Regions from separate parts of the Lactuca sativa genome. Here region 2 is linked to region 1. A link is a contact called in public Hi-C data. All regions are on one chromosome and are shown on one strand. Each heading gives the region's core, a stretch centred on a gene start, on an enhancer-like site or on the middle of the called end of the contact. The rest is flanking DNA. Distances are from core to core; before and after follow the strand shown. Region 1 holds the start of LOC111878731 (probable serine/threonine-protein kinase WNK4). Region 2 holds the start of LOC111878737.

What was found. Hi-C and Micro-C count contacts between places; a contact is called where the count stands out from the background.
Region 2: a contact with region 1 is called in a Hi-C map of bud, with 5 times the contacts expected there. The contact joins the promoter of LOC111878737 here to the promoter of LOC111878731 in region 1. A contact is called at or near these places in 3 of 4 Hi-C or Micro-C datasets (bud and leaf).

Annotation. Positions count from the first base shown.
Region 1 is chr5:349,561,885-349,566,898 of Lsat_Salinas_v11, reverse strand. It overlaps LOC111878731 (probable serine/threonine-protein kinase WNK4), which reads left to right and starts at 2,133. Exons shown (of 8, transcript XM_023875235.3): 1 at 2,133-2,496; 2 at 2,615-2,743; 3 at 3,285-3,550; 4 at 3,640-3,863; 5 at 3,957-4,114; 6 at 4,205-4,517; 7 at 4,996-5,014. The coding sequence starts at 2,491.
Region 2 is chr5:349,768,132-349,773,858 of Lsat_Salinas_v11, reverse strand. LOC111878737 reads left to right here and starts at 4,152. Exons shown (of 9, transcript XM_023875241.2): 1 at 4,152-4,844. The coding sequence starts at 4,620.

The DNA of each region.
Region 1 (5,014 bases), core at 884-3,383:
TCTTAGCCCAACCTAAATGAACTTGGCCCATCACACACATATATCTAAAAGTCCATATTTAATTAGTTTATTTTGATCACTTAATTAATTCTAAATTAAATCTTGATCAATACTAATTAAATAATATGATTCCATATTAATATATTAGAACTTATAATATATTACTATAATCATAAATATACTATTCTCAAAAGATTATCCATATAAATTGTGCCGGTGAAGTGCAACCCAAATAGACCATGCCGGGTCGGGTCAAGTACATACCAAATATAGTTATGGACTTAGACATTAATCCAAAACCACCCTTTTACAATGACATCACAACGCATCCAGGACATGTATTCAGCTAAATCCTTTCCTGATTTTCGCGATGGACCCATCAACTAAACCAACCTTATTTTTGGCAAAGAGAAAGTTCATCATCTCTTGAGACCAATCTGTATAGTTGTTGTCATTGAGAGTTTTGTTGACATGCATCTATTTGGAGTAATCAGATGCATGAATGTAAAATGTGGAGTTCTTATTTGGAACGCCATTGTTCTTCTTCAGGTTTGAACTCTCTGCAGTGCTTGTCATGATTGTCGATCGATTAGGGTTTGGTGTGTTTGGTTAAAACCCGCTCTGATACCATCTAGAAATTGACAACATAAATATTCGGATTCTTTTATTGATCAATAGAAGGTTTAAATACATGGAAAAAGATAAAAAATGGAATGACCTAACTTAAGGCACAAGCTAATAAAAATTATACATAAACAATATCTAATATGTAAATAATATCTAAATTCCAATAACTTGTAGTCCTTAACGATTAGCTTAATAATTCTTATCACATACCATGACATGTATTATAGTATCACGTCCCTAAAATTAGCATAAAATATTATCCAAATTCTTTTTTTTTTTCAAAAAAATTGTTATTAATGACTAGTCAGATTAATCAAAATTATCTGGCCACATTTTAACATCACACACACCCTCAAATATGTAATATGAGACTTCAAATACGATGATATGGATAATGTCATTTATACAAGGGCATACATAATACATTAAATTTCATATAGTTTAATTGATTATCACTCTATATTCCATGCAATTCTATTATTTTTTTTTTCCAACAATACATTAAATTTTATGAAGTTCAATAAAACATATTCAAATGTTTATCTAAGTATTGAATTTTTTTTTTCCATTAAACGATTCAGTTACCATTGAGCTACAAAGTCATTGAATGACAAGGTGCCATTGGTAGCTCATAAATATGAGTCATAATGGTAAAGTTTCATCAATTGGATGATAACTAGAGTTTCCACCTCATTCAACTCTCCTGACTCCTATTGTGGATGCTTTGAGTTTCGGTAAAAGTTACGTTTGGCATGTAAATCGGTCAACACCAAACCAATCCTAAACCGAAAAACCGAAAACCATACCGAATGCTACTAACCGGTTCCGGTTCTACTAAGAGGGTGTTTGACAAAGCTTATTTGAAAAGACTTATGAGTTTTTGACTTATAACTTATTTGGTGAAATAATGAGTTTTTAATAAATAAGGGATAAGTTACTTATCACTTTTTGACTTATTAGAGGTTACCAACAACTATATATTATTTTTTATCCAAATACTTTTTTTGACTTATACCGATACCAAACCAGTAATAAGTCAAAAAATTCTTTTTTTTTAAGCTTTGCCAAACACCCCCTAACAAGTATGCTGTCTAAGAAGGTGTTCAAAACCATAATCGGTCCAAACCAGATTAGAGCCGAAAACCAAATAAACTGCAAACTAAAAATCAATAACCGAACTGAATACCACTAAACGATTCCGATTCTATCTTTCGGTTAAAATATTCATCCCTACGTTACGTTAAGTACGTTTTAAAATCGGATGAAATTTTGGAAACGATGGACTTTCATTTGGCACCCTTTTAATATCTTATAATTCATATTTTTTCTAAACTTGAAGGACTATTCATATAACTTTTGAATATTAGCCCTTGAAGGAAAGCTTCCAGCCATTCAATCAGTAGTCAACAACAAGAAGCACTTCTTCCTTCTCCTTTTGTCTTATCAACCCACCCAACCCCACCCCACTCACGCGTGGCTCCAACTAACTATGGCCACAGATCCTAAAGCTCAAAGATCCTTATCGTCGTCATTTGTCTCTCACCTTCATCTCCATTCTTGAAACTTTTTGAGTTTTGACTCACACAAGAGTCCAATTCCTCTGGATTACCCACACACATTTTTCATAAATATTCCCTTGTCAATTCAAACCTAGACCCACCTGTTCAAATTCCTCAACCTTCGTAATTTTTACTTCACCCAAAATCAGAGGTTTACTAGCATGAATTCTTTAATTAAGAAGTTAAAAAACAACGACTTGTCAAAGGTAGTAGAGATGAATATGGCTGATTCTTGGATACTGCAGCAGATTAACTGCAATCGTCATTTTTGGCTCATGTTTGGTGTCTTCTTCTGTGAAAAATAATGACGGTAAAAACCCTAAAAATCTTTATTTAGATAGTGGGTGCTCTTCTTTTTTTCTCTGTTCTCCTCTGGTTTCATATTCTTACATTAATACACGTATCTTCTTCAACTTTATATTATATAGTTTCTTAAGCAACTTTTGGGGTCAAGAAAAGCTGCAGCCATGCTTAATCCCAAATCAAGATCTCCTTCTGGTGATGAAGATGCTCGTCATCGCTATGTTGAGACCGACCCAACTGGTCGATATGGTCGGGTATGATGACTACTTTGATGGGTCATTCTTGCAATTGTTTCTTTTGATTGTTAAAGTATTGGTGAATTTTAAGCCCTAGAATTTGATTATGTGGAATTTCATCATGTGATGGGCTTCTATAAAGATTTTAGAAATGGAATTCCAAAATGGAGTTCTAATCCATTGAGGACTTTTACGTTTGATTCCTTTCAGAAGAATGATGAAAGTACTCACCTTTGATGTTATTTGATGCCGCAAAATGAAATTTTGATGCAATCTTTATAAAATGAATGGCCTTTTTGGAGTTAAAACTCTTGCATATGAGAAAATAATCTAATCTTGATGATCGTTGAACAAATTTGGTGGTTTAAATTGATCTGAAAATCATAGCGAAACTAGTGGCAGAGTTATTTTTATTTTTATTTTATTTGTTTACACTGCAAATTTCTTTTCAGAGCATGCACGTGCATACCCTGCACAGACCATGTATGATGACAATGGTCTTTTGGTTTCTTGATTCACAGTGATTTTAATTTCAATTTTAATTTTTTTTAATGAGCAGTTTAAGGAAGTTCTTGGAAAAGGGGCAATGAAAACTGTATACAAAGCCATTGATGAAGTTCTTGGAATGGAAGTTGCGTGGGGCCAAGTGAAGCTTAACAACTTGCTCAGATCTCCTGAAGACTTAAAACGTCTCTACTCAGAGGTTCACCTTCTTGGCACCCTCAATCATGATTCAATCATCAAATTCTACACCTCATGGATTGATGTGGATCGAAGAACCTTTAATTTCATTACTGAATTGTTCACTTCAGGAACCCTCAAAGAGTAATCTTTTCTTTATCACACTAATTAATTATCAATACATTTTCCTTCTTTTGCTAATTCTTTATGTGTATGTATGTATGAATGTTCAGATACAGGAAGAAATATAATAAAGTGGATATCCGGGCCATAAAGATTTGGGCCCGCCAGATTCTCTCGGGCCTGATTTATCTTCATGGGCATGATCCGCCTGTGATCCATAGAGACCTTAAATGTGACAATATTTTTGTAAATGGGCATTTGAGTCAAGTAAAGATTGGTGATCTTGGCCTTGCAGCTATTCTTCGTGGCTCTTTTAGAGCACATACAATCATTGGTACATCTCTAGATACAAATATTAAGATATTGGTTAATTTCAACTTATTTATGTTAAAAAAAATAAACATATTAACATGTGAAATTATATCAGGCACACCAGAGTTCATGGCACCTGAGCTTTATGATGAAAACTACAACGAATTGGTTGATGTCTACTCATTCGGAATGTGTGTATTAGAAATGCTAACTCATGAATATCCGTATAGCGAATGTACAAATCCTGCACAAATTTACAAGAAAGTAACATCGGTATGATCCGATTTTGATTACATAAGTAATATATTTCGTATAAAAAAAAATTAAAAAAACTCACGTCCATGGGTTTATAATCTATTTCAGGGCAAACTTCCACGGGCATTCTATAAAGTGAAAGATCTAGAAGCTCAATGCTTCATTGGAAAGTGTTTGGTGAATGTTTCGAATAGGTTATCTGCTAAAGATCTAATGCTTGATCCGTTTTTAGCAATGGATGAATACGGGGTGTTACCAGTATCTAAATATGTTCATCAAAAACCGTTTATGAATGATGAGATTGAAATTGAGAAGCTGAGTTTGGGTGGAAATCCACCACGAACCAACATGTCAATTGCTGGGAAATTGAATCCGGATGATGATACCATTATTCTTCGGGTGCAAATTGCAGATAGAGAAGGTAATTTTCACCATCCTTTTCAACTTCATTTTATCTTAAGCATCAATAGATTCATGAGGAGAAAAGGGCAAAAAGGTCTTTTTATCATAGGTTTGAAGGTTGGGCCGTTAAGTTAGACAGCCCAGGGCCTAAAAGAATGATGAAATCTTGTTTTAGGGAGGGAAAATGCAACATATGAAACTAATGGACGATTTCGATAAAAAGTGATAAACCATAAGGATGGTTTTTGTAATTTAGTAGTCTAGACATTATTAAGTGAATTATAATGTTTAATTTCTTGTAAGGATGATCCTTAAAACACAGTTTCGTTATGATATATTATTATTAAGCTTTATAAAAGTTATGATCATAAATATTTAAAAATTTACAAAAGCAAACAAAATGACAAGAATTATTAAAAATGCATAGTTGTAATTTAACAACTGGAATAAATAGTATTGAAAAAATGCATCGTTTTTATTATTTATTGTGTATGTAGGTTCTGTGAGAAACGTGTA
Region 2 (5,727 bases), core at 2,903-5,402, 200 kb before region 1:
TTTTTTATGTACTTCTATTAATATTTTAGGATTTCTAGGTTTTTTTTGAGTTTATGCATTTACACACACACACACACACACACACACACACATATATATATATATATATATATATATATATATATATATATAGAGAGAGAGAGAGAAAGAGAAAGAGAAAGAGAGAGACAGAAGTAAGTTAAATTAAGAAAATAAAAAAGGTTGAGAATGAAGGAATCATTCTCAGTCAATCATTTATTTTTGCCGCTAAACCTTCCGACATATCAGAACGACGAAGGATGAGTAATATTCATATAAATATAAGTATAAGTGTGTTCATATATGAATCCGCCACCTTCCCTCCACCACCAGCCACCACCACCATTACCAACCACCATTGCCACCTACACCACCAACCACTGCTACCTCCTCCACTACCATCACCACCATATTTATATATGAATAACTACTTCCTCTATACTTATTCATATATAAATATACGTATTCATATATGAATACACTAATTTATATATGAATATACATATCCATGTATGTAACGACCCAAAGTTTATAAGTAAAGTTTTCATTTTTAGTTCATCAATCTAAACATCGCATGTCTCGAAATCATCCAAAATACAATCGTCACAAAATATCAGAGTAAAAGAGATCATAAATGCGGAAATCATAAGGGGGCGAATGTTGTGCCATCACGACGAGCCCTTCCCTTTTGTACCGAAGGTACCTGAAACCAAAAACATATCTGTAAGCACAAAGTTTAGTGAGCTTCCCCAAAATACAACATTCACTATACACATAAATATAACAACACGTGGCTATGTCATGTCCGTAATAAACCATGGGTCGGTATCAACCCCATGTAACAAAAAATAACTTTCGGGCCTATATCAACCCTCGGGTCCGTATCAACCCCGAGTCCATAATGACTCTGAGCCCAAATTGGCTCCATGTATATATCATACAATCACATAAGTAATAGTCCCATAATGACATACATTCTACACATACAAATAAATGGGCCGACCTTGGTGACTTCGACCCACTAGTGTGATAAGAAGACTCACATCTAACTGAAGATAACTGAATCACACACTTAAGTTGCTGCTAACACTGATCCTCACACTAATCATAACCTAATAACAATCTTAATAAAAAATAGGGTTTAACCTATAAACAATGGTCCATATCATCTTTTATCGTATGAAGGGTACAAGACCATTTTGCCTTTCCTATACATAACCTAACTAATCAAGGCCCTAAAATCCTTAATAACCCAAGGCCCAAACTTGGCCCAATGTGTTTTCTAGGAGTAAGCCCGATGTACTCCACATTACGCTCAACGTATGCTCGAACCTTGGAAGACTTACATGACGAAATCCTTCTACGCCCAACGTACTAAGGGTTACGCCCAACATAATCCCCTGGGTCCCAAACTCTAAACTAAGGACTTAATGCTCTAAGACTTAACATCCAAACTTCAGATCTAACTCCAATCAATGTCTAAAATCATAAAATTGTAACCCTTTTGCCTTTGCATGGCAAAAGGAAGCTTAATCCCAAAACCCTAACTTCCAACATCACCAAAAACTACATGATTCATGCATGGATGAAAGGAAAGGACCAAGATTGCATTTTTATGATACTATACACCCTAAAACGTCTGAATGAGCAACTCAAAAGCTCTGGAGTATTCCATACTCACAAAAATGAAGGTTTTAAGACAAAAAGGTCATAAATCTAAGCTTAAACAAGATCTAGCAAAGTAAGCTCCAAGGTATGAAATTTATACCTCCTGAAGATTCACAAGGATGAAAAGAATTTGGATTTGAAAGCTTGAGAGCAATACCACTACTTTAAAGGATTTCCTTCATCACCAAGAACACAAAAATATCACTTAAAATCTTTAATTTTGGCACACAAGGGTTAGGCTTTCGAGATGAGGGCTAAAAGGGATGGAGGCTGGAGGTAAGGAAAAGGTTTGAGGCCATAAAGTTCTTTAAATATGTTCCAAACCCTAAAAATTATGGTTTGAAGTCTTCGTGAGTACGCCCAACATACTCTTTCGTACACCCAACGTATGCAACAACCTCCTCACCATCACTTAGTGTACTACGCTCGACGTACCAAACGCCCCACGTAAGGACCATTTTTGCAAATAATTTTATACTTTAAGGTTAAAAATGAAAGATACTTGGAACACAGGTGTTACAATATACGTATTCATATATGAATATGACATGTTTCGTCGACCCTATATTCTGGAACACTTAAGCGACATATTCGAAACAAGTGACTCAAATTCATTTCCTCATTCGCAACCTTTTTTTTCTCAATTAACTCTCTCTCTCTCTTTCTCTTTGTCTCTTTCTCTCTCTCTCTCTCTATATATATATATATATATATTATATCATATCTCATTTGAAATGAACTTAAACCATTATGGACCATCATAGTCAGACGGTCGTCCGTTGCTGCCATTCGCCTCTAGAAACCTCTAAATCCTCATCGTAGAACATTTCATACCACCTACCTACACTCTGAAGCTTATGTACCACAAAAATTCGCATGACAACATCAAACATGATCCACAATTGGTTGTTCATCGGACTGCCGCTCTGAATCGTCTCTCACTGTCGCACCAACAACAGTTCCCTCTCTCTTGTTTTTACTTTCTCATCTATTACCTTCCTTATCTCTTCATTTTCCTACCTTGTAACCTAAACCAAATTCATATATGCTTGTTCATCGCTGACCTGAACCTCTTTTGCTTGGCGCCTTGGCGATCGATTTTTAGGTTTTTATGGGGATTTTTCAAAATGGTTGTAGAGGTGGTTTGATGGTAGAGGTGGTAGTGGCGGCCAGGTTTTTCAAGTGGTGTATGGTGGTTGATTGATTTCAAGTTTATTTGATGATTATGTTTTTCAAATAAGGTATGATGGTTGATTTAATTCAAGTTTATTTTATGATTTTCAGGTTTTTTGCTGTGGTTATCGGTGGATGGTTATGACTACTGTTAGTTATCAGTTCATTTAGTAGGGGTGGTGGTGGTGGGAGTGAGAGTGAGTCTCATATATATATATAAGGGGTTAGGTTATTTTGTTTCTTACATTTATTGTGTGCTACAATGCACCAATAGGAATTTAGTAAATGAAATAATTATTTAATTAAATAAATATAGATATTAAATGATTTCTATAATTATATGTATATTAAATGATATCCATAATTATAATTATCTTTTTATGGAAACTAATTAAATTCGTCATTAATGTCAGCAATAACATTCTTTCAGAATGAATTCGCATCTAGGTTTTATATATGAGTTAGTATTTTGTTTCAGGACCCACTAACTTAAAATACAATAAAGTTGCATAGAATATGAAGAACGAGAGTGTATTCTATTATAATACATTCTTATTCTGCTGGAATACACTCTCATTCTTCTAGATATGATTTCATTCTGAAAGAATATTATTATTGACATTAATGACAAATTTAATTAGTTTCCATAAAAATGAGTTATAAATATGGATAAAATTTAATATACATATAATTAATATTAAATTCCTATTGGTGCATTCTAGCACATAATATATGTGAGAAACATTTGAACCTACCTCTCTCTCTCTCTCTCTCTCTATATATATATATATATATATATATATATATATATATATCCCTTAATTTATTTTTTAATTAATAAATAATAAACAAATAATAACAAATACTAAAAATATATATATAAAAAGCAATGATATTTTTCTGTTTGTAAAAGTCAAATGCTTAATTTTGACCAGATTACATGAAAATTTTCAATAATCTAGTCAAATACTTATACTTAATCTTAACCAAATTACATGAAAATTTTCCTACTATTGTACTTGTAAACAATAAATAATATATTGTTATATTTATATTTAGTAATAATATATTTTGCAATAATTGAAAATTTTGACAAATTATGATGCTATTTTTCGCCATCAACCGCAAATTATGTTGTCACTCTATCATCATTTTTTAGGATGATTATTGTAATTAAAAAAAAAAAAAAAAAAAAAAAAAAAAAAAAGAAGGATAAGACAGTAAGAGTAAGGTAACTAATACTCTAGGGGTTGCATTTCGCGAAATTTCTCATCAGATTATAAATTGTAAAAGAACACATGCTCTTTGCTAATTGCTCTAAAATTATCCCTTCGCTTCCAGGGCGTCGCGTATCGTGCTCGGTTCAGAGATCGATACATAACATACATAAAGAGACAATATATTTAACCTATGCGTACACTTTCTGTATATCTCTATATCCATGTCAGAGTAACCGACGAAGAAGAAAAGATCGAGAGGTGAGCCTTCTGGATTTGGGCTCTATAGATAAGCGTATACACAACATAGAGAATTCCGTGTGTATTCTTTCTCCATAAACCCTTCAAACCTTTTTCCAAATTTTCCTTGTTTTCCCCTCAATTTTGCTTCCGATTCTACAATCATGGTTTTGCTATCACATTCAAAACCCCCTTTTCTGTGCGAATTTCGGGGAATTTGACTGATATTTCCAAGGGTTTTTGCGTTACCATAAATATACGATACACCTATATCTTTTTTCATTTCCTCTTGGTTCTTTTTGAATGGGCGATCTTGCTATGGAAGAGGATCGCCCGTTTTCGCCCACGTTTGCCGCACCATTGTCTAATCCGGATCCGAATTCGATTCGGGCGGAGACTTGGGTTTTAGCTGAAGACCCGGTTCGGGAAGTGTTGAATTGCATCCACCCGACTTTGGATTCTGATGAGAAGAGGAAAGACGTGATTGAATACGTGCAGAAGCTCATCAGATGCAATCTCCGATTAGAGGTTAATTAGACTCAGTTACTCCATAATTTCTTGTTTTTATGCTTCATTTTGCATGCGTAAATCTTGTCCGTCATCCGTGTTCTGGGTTATACCGTTTATAATGAACTTTGATCTGATTGCGCATACTATTTCTTTAATCATTTTGATTATATTCTTCGAGTTGCTTCTGAAGCTAAACATCGAAACACCCCCTTGTTGCAAGTGTTATATGTTCAATCGCGAAGCTGTTATGTAGCTATGTAATTGATGTTTAAGCGACTGGATTGAAGTCTAGAACAATTGATATTCTCTGTTTGAGTCCACTTGTATTTTTAGCATTTTTTGATGCGTATTGTTCATTATCTTGTTCGTGACTTTGGTATTTAGTCTTAGAAGACAAGTGTTTCTTTCAAGTTGCATTCTTAGATTTTACTGACAAGTTATGGAATCCACAGTTAAAAAAGAATTTGATTGATCATATAACATGCCCAAGAATCTCAGAAAGCAATATGAGAATTTTGCTTATAGCTTGATGCTATCGTTGCATATTCTTCTCCTGAAATGAAAATTGAGTGAAAAGAAAAAAACTTTATACTCATCTAATCTTGAATTAATTCAAGGAACAGTGAACATATATCTCTTGTATTATATGTTTTCTTTCCCTGTTTCTTGTTTCACTGTTTAATTTTAACCTTTTGCTACATCACACGACTCTGTTGTTTTTTGTATCCTATTTTTTGGCTTTACTTGGGTTATTTCAAGAAATGGTTCATGATATCTTTTTCTATTCTATTTTTATTGTTTTCTCATCCATTTTCTTGTTTCGTTAATGTATTTTAACTTTTTGGTACATTACACATCCTTCTTTTATGGATCATATCTTTTTGATCTAACTTTTGGTGGT